Linked DNA regions of Zea mays: region 1 is linked to region 2. Evidence: chromatin contacts called from public Hi-C data. All regions are on one chromosome and are shown on one strand. Each heading gives the region's core, a stretch centred on a gene start, on an enhancer-like site or on the middle of the called end of the contact. The rest is flanking DNA. Distances are from core to core; before and after follow the strand shown.

What was found. A called contact is a pair of places that touch in the nucleus more often than the background predicts.
Region 1: a contact with region 2 is called in a Hi-C map of tassel, with 1.9 times the contacts expected there. The contact joins the promoter of LOC100275206 here to the promoter of LOC100382817 in region 2. A contact is called at or near these places in 2 of 25 Hi-C or Micro-C datasets (bundle sheath and tassel).

The regions. Positions count from the first base shown.
Region 1 is chr5:166,097,136-166,101,676 of Zm-B73-REFERENCE-NAM-5.0, reverse strand. It overlaps LOC100275206, which reads right to left and starts at 3,031. Exons shown (of 4, transcript NM_001149352.2): 1 at 2,943-3,031. LOC100282665 reads right to left here. Exons shown (of 5, transcript NM_001155573.2): 5 at 4,010-4,334. The coding sequence ends at 4,272.
Region 2 is chr5:165,470,636-165,475,492 of Zm-B73-REFERENCE-NAM-5.0, reverse strand. It overlaps LOC100382817, which reads right to left and starts at 2,759. Exons shown (of 17, transcript NM_001361683.1): 1 at 2,622-2,759; 2 at 1,328-2,323; 3 at 509-599; 4 at 1-395. The coding sequence starts at 2,643.

The DNA.
Region 1 (4,541 bases), core at 1,782-4,281, 630 kb before region 2:
CGGCCATCACAAATCTTATGGACTAACTAGTTTGTCTAACTGATTTCACCATATCGATTAACCGCCGCAAAACATTCTTTCAGGATAAGGACTTAAGGAGGCGTCGCTCGGTGCAAAGAATCCATGGCATGGGGAGGTCTGTTCTTGTTCGGTGAAAACAGAAAACATGTTGTTCTCAGAGAGCCACTGAAAACACACCTTCCAAAAAGACCAGAACACATCATTAGGGTAGAAAACAGAAAACACATGTTTCATAATAATACTAGGATCAGTCGTCTTCAGGTGGCAAGCAGCAGGCAAGCCCTATATATGACCATAATGTCTTGCTCTTGGCTGGCAATTAATTAGGCAAAGACGACGACATGCTAGATAATGCCACTAACCACACAAAGAAATGCTAGACGACGACATGTCCCAACCCAAGACACACACCACAAAAGGTGATGGCTGCCCTACTAATTAATTAATCAACTGGCACAAGTACACTCAAAAGTGATTTCCAGTCAAAAGATACGCATCGAGACGACATGTGGAGATCTCCAAGATACTCGAATATTACAGTACATCTCTAAGAACTTCTCCCAGCTCCTTGTCGGCATATATAGTCTACCGACAGCAGGCAAATACATCGTTACTAGTTACGACTACTGCCAACTCCAAAGAAGATCTGGGGAAATGCACCAAAGAAAAAAATGGACAGAAGCATGCACAATCCACTATCTGCACTAAACAACAGCTGTCTAGATTTCTCTTTATTTTTATTCTTTTATTCCTGTGCAGCCAATAGAAATCAAACATGAAGTTTTTTTTCTGGAAAATGACTGCTAATCCAGAATTTCTGTAGTCTCTTTAGTCTATTAAGTTGTAACAGCAGAAAAAAACTGAAACTTACCGCCACATAAGCCTCCCATACAGAATCACTATCGACGGATATCTTGTTCTTGTTCCAATCCCAACCAAAGCCACTTGTTTGTAGCATACCATTGATGATAGTGTGGATCAGGAAGCTTGATAAATTCATGGCATAATGATAGAACACCTCTCAACACCTCATTAAAATAGCGTCTAATTGATTCAAGTGACCACCCGTATGAGCTACGAATCATCCTCATCTTAGTGCCATGACCCACTACAAGCAAAAAGATAGCAACCTTTTCTTCTACCGACACATTCAAGGTGTCACACATATCGCACCTCTCACGTAAGATAGTGCATAGGTCCGAAAAGGATCTCTTAGTTAGACGCAAACTGTCATAGCAATAAACATTTGATCCTTGATACAGATTCCTTAGCATTTGTTTCCGACCAGCTACATCTCTCTCTATCACCTCAGAGGGATCCATAAGATGTCTAGGTCTTTTCCGATAATAATATTCCGCAATCATGCCCATGACAGTTGCAACAAATAAGGATGCTACTCTCAGCCTCTTCTTCCTACGCCTCTCTCTCATTTCCTCCAAATTTCTTCTAACCAATTCTAAGTTGTTGTGAGACATCTACAGCAGATAAACCATACATCATAAGCACACTTGACAAAACATTATATATATATATATATCACTAATTCAAAGAAGAACAGGTGAACAGAATGATATGTATATGTATACGGTGCATGCAAGACCGGCAAATTAAATAAAGCAATGCAATGCGAATATAGAATGCAATGCAAATATGCACTGGGGGAACATTCGTCTTTCACAAGTGAGCAGGCAAGGTAGGCATGGTTCCACATGAGCTGATCCACACCCAACAAAAGGATTTATTTGGCCAACGGTTCTCAGCTGGAGAGCTCCTAGGCATGGTTCCACATGAGCTGGTCCAGCTGGGCGAGCCATTTTGACTCGCTGACCAGCAAATCGAATCTTAACGTTGATAGATATATATCTGCTGAGTTACCTGATCCTAGTGCTGATCCGTTAGGATTCTTCCTGGTTGAAGAGTTTATGATACAAGACCCGTGTGGTTCAGCTAATCCAAATAGTCCTTGCACGAGAGATGGCTATTGTTTAAAAGGCCTAAGTCATTTAGATCTGAAACAGTTTTTTTTTTACGAAGCTGGCTACCCACTATACAGGCGCAGAAAAATGGTATTCTTGCCTGGAAAGGGAATGTACAAGTAGATAGTCTATGGGTTGTGCCACATAGTCTATCTGTGCACTGTGCTCAAGAAATGCCAGGCACATATTGATGTTGAGGCCTGTAACCAAACCTATCTGATCAAGTGTCTATTAAGTATGTCAACAAAGGATTTGACTGTGCATAGAATGAGGTTCAAGAATCGTGAGTCATCTGCTTCAGAATCTACAAAGGGTGACGGTACAGTAGATCAAGAAAAGACTAGCTCTGATGGTATCGATGAAATTGCTGAATATATGAAATCTAGATATCTTTCTTGCTGTGAGGATACATGGAGGCTGTTCGGGTTTGAGTTTCATGGTAAATTTCCTCTGCGGAGTGTCTTTTCGTGCATCTACCAGGATTGAACTTTGTTATATTGCAAGAGGAAACTGATCTGCAGAGCGTTGTCAATAATCAGAGGCAATTGTAAGAATGCAATTGTCGCGGGCGCACCTACAGCAGTGTCGCCGCCTACAGTAGCTACGGCAGGCCAGTAGCTACGGCTCGCACCTACAGCAGCAGTGTCGCCGCCTCGCCGGGGACGACGGATATCGCGGGCGCGGCACCCCCGTGCCCGTTCCCGTCCTCGTTCGCTTGTCTGATTAGATCCCCATCTGGCCGTTCGCACCCCCTCTCACGAAGGCACGCAGCCGAGCTCGCAGCGCACGCAGGGGCGGGGAGAACCGGACAAGTCAGAAGGTCCATCCGCGACGCGACCGCGACCCGCAAGGCAGGCGAGCCCGCCGAGGCGGAGGAGGGCACCTCGAGATCTCCTCAGCGCGGCTCGCGGGTCAGAAGCAGCGAGGTGGGGGAAGGGTGCTCACCCTGTCGCGAGGGAAGGCTGCTGTCGAGGTGAGGCACGCGTGAGCAGCGAGGATGGACCGGGAGGTGAGGCAAGAGCGGAGGATGCACCGTGCCGGCCGCCGCCGAGCTTCACGCGTGCACTGCTGGGAGGAGCTTTTTGCTATTATAGTATTCCTTTTATCAGGCTGCTCTCTTTTAGTACTTACAATTTTATCTTCTCTATAATAGTACTTACAAGTGAACATATCCTTTAAAATAGTATTTTAACCCATTTTTAATTGTTTTCATTTTATTTTCTTATTTCTCACCACCTAAATTAGCCGTACTGCTATATCAGTTCTAGCAGGAATTCATACTGCCAATGCTAGTATTTGTGTCTAGTTTGCTTAGATGCTATTGACCGGCTGAGGGATGAGGGTCACCAGCAACCGTTTGAACATGTTCTTGTCAAGGTAGATAGTAGTAGTTTTGTATATTATTTTTATTTGGCATGAAGATGGAAGACGAATGATAGACAAGGGAATTACTTGGAGTTGTTCAGCCGTGGATGATAGCTACTGTGATATATAACCTAACCGGTCAGTACGTCAGTAATAAATATGATCACACTTGTTGATGCATCTGAGAATTACACCTGCGATATCTAGTCTGTTGTATGTATGTATGTATGCATTCTTGTGATGAATAGAGATGTGGAGGGAGAGAGGAAAAGTAGGGAGTACGGTGCTGAGAAATAAGAAAAGAAAATAGAAATGATTAAAAAGAGGTCGAAGTACTATTTTAAAGAATAGGGTTACCTATGAATACTATTATGGAGAAGGTAAAATTATAAGTACTAAAAAGAAGAAGCCTAATGAAATGAGTATTATAATAACAAAAGCTCCTGCTGGGAGGGAGGGGAGAGGAATCGTTTTCTGTCTTCACAAGCTAAGAATCTGTTGTGGGCTTTAGATTTGGGCTAGGAAAGTGAGTGGAATGTTGATTTCCAATTTCAAGTGCATCCAAACAGGCTTGCCCTAGAATCTAATTCTAATTCAGCCCAATTAAGACCAAACAAACAGGCCCTCAGGGTTGACAAGCAGTAGAGGGAGCATTTTACTTGCATGAAGGATAAAGAAGCATGTTACTGCGGCCATTTATATGAACCAAACCGAAACTTGACCACAGTATTGTCCTCGCCTCAAATTCAGTAGTTTATTCATATAATATATCACTGAACATTACATCCTCGTCTCAAGTTCAGTAGTTTATTCATATATCACTGGAACATCACAGCCAGGCCTAAGCAATAAAGTTTACACGTTGAGGCCTAACTGGTCATAAAATACATCAGAGACCGGAGATCGCTTTCAGTAGTTCGTTAAGATTTTGTCTCGTGAGACACCATCTGCTACAAGGGATAAGGTGAGTTCCTGTAAAGTAGAGAGCGTCATCAGTATCATCAATTCATCATTGCATCCACACGAAAAAAGCTGGTGGTGCGGTTAGTTGATGCAGGTCAGAGAAGGGAGTGCATGAGAGCCAGAGGTAGAAAGGTTTTAGGATTCAGCATGCTAAATAGATGATGAGCCAGATCTCATTAGACTAATTTTGATCTAGGATGCTACAGTTAGTAAGTT
Region 2 (4,857 bases), core at 1,510-4,009:
ACTCTTTCCAATTAGATGCTGTGACTGGTTGTCGTAGTGAAGCTAAGATCTTTCTCAAGTTGTTCTCGTCGCACACTGGATTTCCATATTTATCTTTCACTAAATTCATAAGATCACTGTCCCAAGTAGAGATGTTTTTCTGCTTCATACTTGCAGCAAAATTTCCTATAATTCTATTGTAGTCTTCGCCGTATTGACTTTTCACCTTTTTATCAAAGTCAACTTCTTCCTCAGATTTAATGTATTCATCAAAATGTGAATGAACCAAGTCAAAGTTATCAAATGCTTCTTTTGACTTCATTTTTCTATCGACACCATCTATTAATTGAGTCGCATTATCTTGACAGTGTCTCTCACTCTTAGGAAACTTCGCCGCTATATTCATAAAAGCTTGGCTGTTTTCCGCAGATAAGAAACGAAAATGCAAGGAAGTGGAAAAAAAAGGAAATTAGTTCCGGTATAAAACATATGAACATACTAAAATGATATTTATGAATCCTCATTTTACCTTGATAAATTATCAGCAGAATTCTGTGTAAGGAAAGTACCCACCACAGAATCAATTAGGGATCCTCCCCACTGAGAATATTTTCTAGGCCCTGATGAAAGCCATTAATATATTAGAAACCATTTCATACTCATGTATCCCATAGATAGTAGGTCATATGGCTTACTGATTCAATACATCTAACTACTGTAGAAGCAAGACATGTTTTTTGTTCATCAAAATGTGATACTGGTGATAGCCATGAAACAAGTGTTTGTTTCGCCATAGGTCTTTCCAATGTCTATGTTTGAATAACTGATATTTGCTCAGAATTTTTTTTTGCATTCACACATTATTGGATCTTTGGTCAATTTGGAAGCTAACATACATTTAAAAGAAGTATTAAGTCCAAAAGAAGGAAAGGGAAATAGAGGAGTTGCAGCTCAGTGAATAACTTCAACAAATGAAGTTAATGTCTCAATGTAAGAATCGTTTCTTGCTCTAGGCAACAAATTATCCACAGGCTATTTTTTATTTTGTTCTGCGAAATATGAAATTAACTTAACTCTGAATTTCATTTTATCAGTTCACAGTTTTATCAAGAATTCATTTTCCCATTGAGTCCACAATAAAATTTTCATTCTAGCTTTCTGACAAAAATGGAGAAAAACTAAGCTTATGGAGTTACCTGCGACAGTGCAACATTTCCTAAGCTTTTTTTAAGTTAGACAAAAGGCATTTTTCTTCTATGCTGACACTTTTTATTAACGATAATGTGGTCATATTTCTTGCATTTTGCACTTTGACAAACGAAAACATAAAAAGGGATAGAATGATTACCAATTAGATCAAACATAGCATTAATGAATATATCCACAAATTGTTCAAACATTTGTCTTGTTGTATCCCATTCGGGTCCATTGCCAATATCAAAACCTTCAAAACTTTCATTGTCGCTCCCATTCCAATTTGCCAAAACAGCACAAACCCGCATTGTTTCATCAGTAAGGCCCAAAACCTTAGCCCGCAATTTCTTTACATGAGTTAGAGGGCGTGATACCGCAACCGTTGTAGTCCAGTTGTAAGGCAAAAGTGCTAGCTGACCACTTTCCTTGTTTCCTACCATCATTTTCCTTTTTTTCCCTCTCTTGCTCCTCTTATGTGTAGTCAGTTCACTGATTAAACCATAACTCTTGCCAATGCACTTCAAATTAATCATCAGCTCGGCTCTGCTGAAACATGTTTTACTTTCTGATGAATGTAAATCCAAATCTAACTTGCGTCTTGCACTATTAGACCTGTGGGCACCAATATGTTGAATATCATCCTCTGTCATTTTCTTCTTTTTTACTGTACTAGGCGTGGTCACCTTGAGCTTCATCACTTTATCTTTGGCCACTTTGAGACGTTGAACCCCCTTGGTCGACTTCTTCCCCCTCCTCCGAGGTGTGGGCTCCATGTTCTCCGGAGTAGAAGTAGGGGCAGGAGAAGCAGCACCTGCATCTCTGGCACTATCAACACCTTCCTTGTGCTGCTGCTCTTGCTGTGCAACCTTGCCAGAGGACTCGCCCACCAGTGCAGGCAAGGTGCTGGACTCCTGAGTGCCCACGGGATCACAGTCCACTTGGACCAAATTATCCAGTGCGGCGGACTGAGAATGTTCATGGGCATGCAACGGCACCGAGGCAAGGCCATCGCCGTCCACCTTTCCGGGGCCAGCAGCCGTGCTGGTGTACAGAGCAGTGCAGCAATAGCCAACTGCGGTGGTTGTCCCGGACGGTCGAGCTAGCTTGCGGACAATGTCGGGTGTCGCCGGCGATATCCCCAACTGAGGCTCTGATCCAGACAAGGAAAAGAAATCATTATGGATGCACCAGATTTAAGGAGGCTCCCCGCTACCACGGACACCGCACATTAACTGGCAAATACTCAAATTGTAAGATTTTTTTTAGATAGATTGCTTTGACTATGAATGCATATCTATAAGACTTTTGTAGATGCATTGCAGTACAATAATGCCAAAACGAGAAATCCAGGTGAGCCTACAAGTGCATAAGCATAGAAACCAACGCATGCGAAGGAAGAACGAGCAACGAGCCTATCGGCTATGCCCACCGCGGTGGCCCGGACTCACCAAGATCTGCCGCCGCCGCCATGGCAGCAGGGCCCGTGGTCGGAGCGAACTCCGCTGTTGAGTCCTGAAGAGGAAGGATTTGGAGTCCACGCCACGACCTCGCTCTGGATTGTGTGTTGCGGTTTGCGGCAGATATGGTTAGAGTAAAGAAGGGGTCTGTTTTGCTCCGTCCTTTCTCTTCTGCCATTATAAAGGATTACTTTTCTACAGGAAACCGTTTCGTGCGTCGTTAACGTCCTCCCCGTCCGCGCCTTCTCTCACGGTCTCACTGGATCCGCTCCTCGCGCCGCCCTCCCCCCGCGCCTGCCAGGCCCGGCGCTGCCGCCCCCCGCATCGCGTGAACCGGCCGCATGCCCGCATCCCAAGCGCCAAATGCACCGAACGTCCGAACCCGCGTGGAGAGCGCCCGCTCGCAGCTCTGGATAATGATGCTCCCCTGTCTCGCGCCGCCAATAACATACCAGTCTTTCGCGATCTGCTGTAACATCGGCGGACGTTGGACGAAAATTTACGAAAATCACATAAATGTCATGGCTTCCTGATTTAATCAATCATCGAAGATAGATTATATTGTTGCGACAAGCTAGATCTAACTTATGGAGTGGATCAGTGTCATGGTAAAAACAGGGCAAGAGACGGAGGCGTCAAGAAGACGTAGAGTCAGACGACGTTGCATCAGAAATGGATCGGTGGCAAAAACGGGGCTGCGAGCAAACTCGTTTATATGGTATCCAAAATATTAGGGTCAGACTGATCCGGAAGGATTCGATGAGGAGGATCATGACAGGGTTGTTTTAGGCCATGTTCTACACCTTTAGAGCTAATTGTTAACTGGTTCTAGCTGGGTTGGGCATCTAAACCTCTTGGCTAATGTTAGCCACTAGCTATTAGTTTTATAGGTTTGGAACCGGACTTTATACTAAACGAAACTTTAATTTTTTCTACACTTAACACTAAATAACCATTAGGCATAAAAGGGTGTATAAAATTAAGCAGGGTATGACCCACTTTACCTTTTTGGATCCGCCTCTACCTATACTTGCAGGCGCGGGACCTGCTCCACCGCCGCCATGGCGAGGTGTAGACGCCATGGGCCGGTCGCCTCCTGCATGACAGGCTCCTCGCGCTACGCCAGCTCCACCACCCATAGGCGTGGGACCCGCTCCGCCATCGTCATGGGCCAGTCATCTCTTGCATGACCTCTTCCTTCTCGTCGGCGCGCAGGGTGCGTCCGCGAGGCGATCCTGCTGGCGCAGGACTTGCTCTGCCGCCGCTATGGCGAGGTACTAGCGCCGTGGGCCGGTCGCCTCCTGCACGACCTCCTCCTCACGTTGTGCCAGCTCCACCACTCGCAGGAGCAGGACCCGCTCCGCCACCGCGCCGTGCTGACTTAAACCATCGATCTACAACCCCCGCCCCTGCGCTGACCACTGACGCGTCCTAACGTGTCGTCGATCCCTAGGTGACGTTCGATTGCTCTGTCGTGGACTGTGTACTATGGTGACTGAGCAACCTCTGTCGTGGGTAATCTGAATTCATCAAATTTTGATCTTATGTTGGTTTGAAGTTCCTCCTCTACATCTTCCGCAGAACTATTTTGATTTACTTTTTTCAATGAAAGGAAATAAAAGACAGCAACGAACCATGAACACAAAGAAATAGAGAGAGAGAATGTGTTTCTTTTCGGGCAATATTACCAACTCACCAAGTAGCCTTTGAAGGCCTTGTGGACAACGACGGCGGCCTCCACCTCGTGCTCCTGGCCGCAGTTGCACGGGTGCACCTATGACAGCTCCCAAACGACCACGAAGAAGGGGTAACACGCGCAGGTGGCTGGATCTAGATCGAGGTGAGAAGGGTTATACAGTTGCCAGCAACCTCCCGCCGCTTCTACCGCATGCCGTGCATGCTGGGGGAGGTTGTGTGCGGCTCCCGATTGAGGATGACTGGGGGTTTCGGGTCAGGCGTAGGGCGGATGCTGGCGCGGTCGCAGCGAGGCACGGAGTTAGAGGTCACGACATGCACGACGGTTGTTGGTGCGGTTGTGGCTTTCGCGGAGGGAGAGGCCATGGCATGCGCGGGTGCGGGGGCAGTCGTGGCATGTAGCAGAGGGGGAGGATGGTCGCGACATGAGTGGAGGCGGCTTTTATGGGGGAAGGCAACATACCATGGCCAGGCATCGCGAGCTGGGGGTGGGGTAATTTTCTCGTTGGCGCGTAGGGGGCATCGCGAGGAC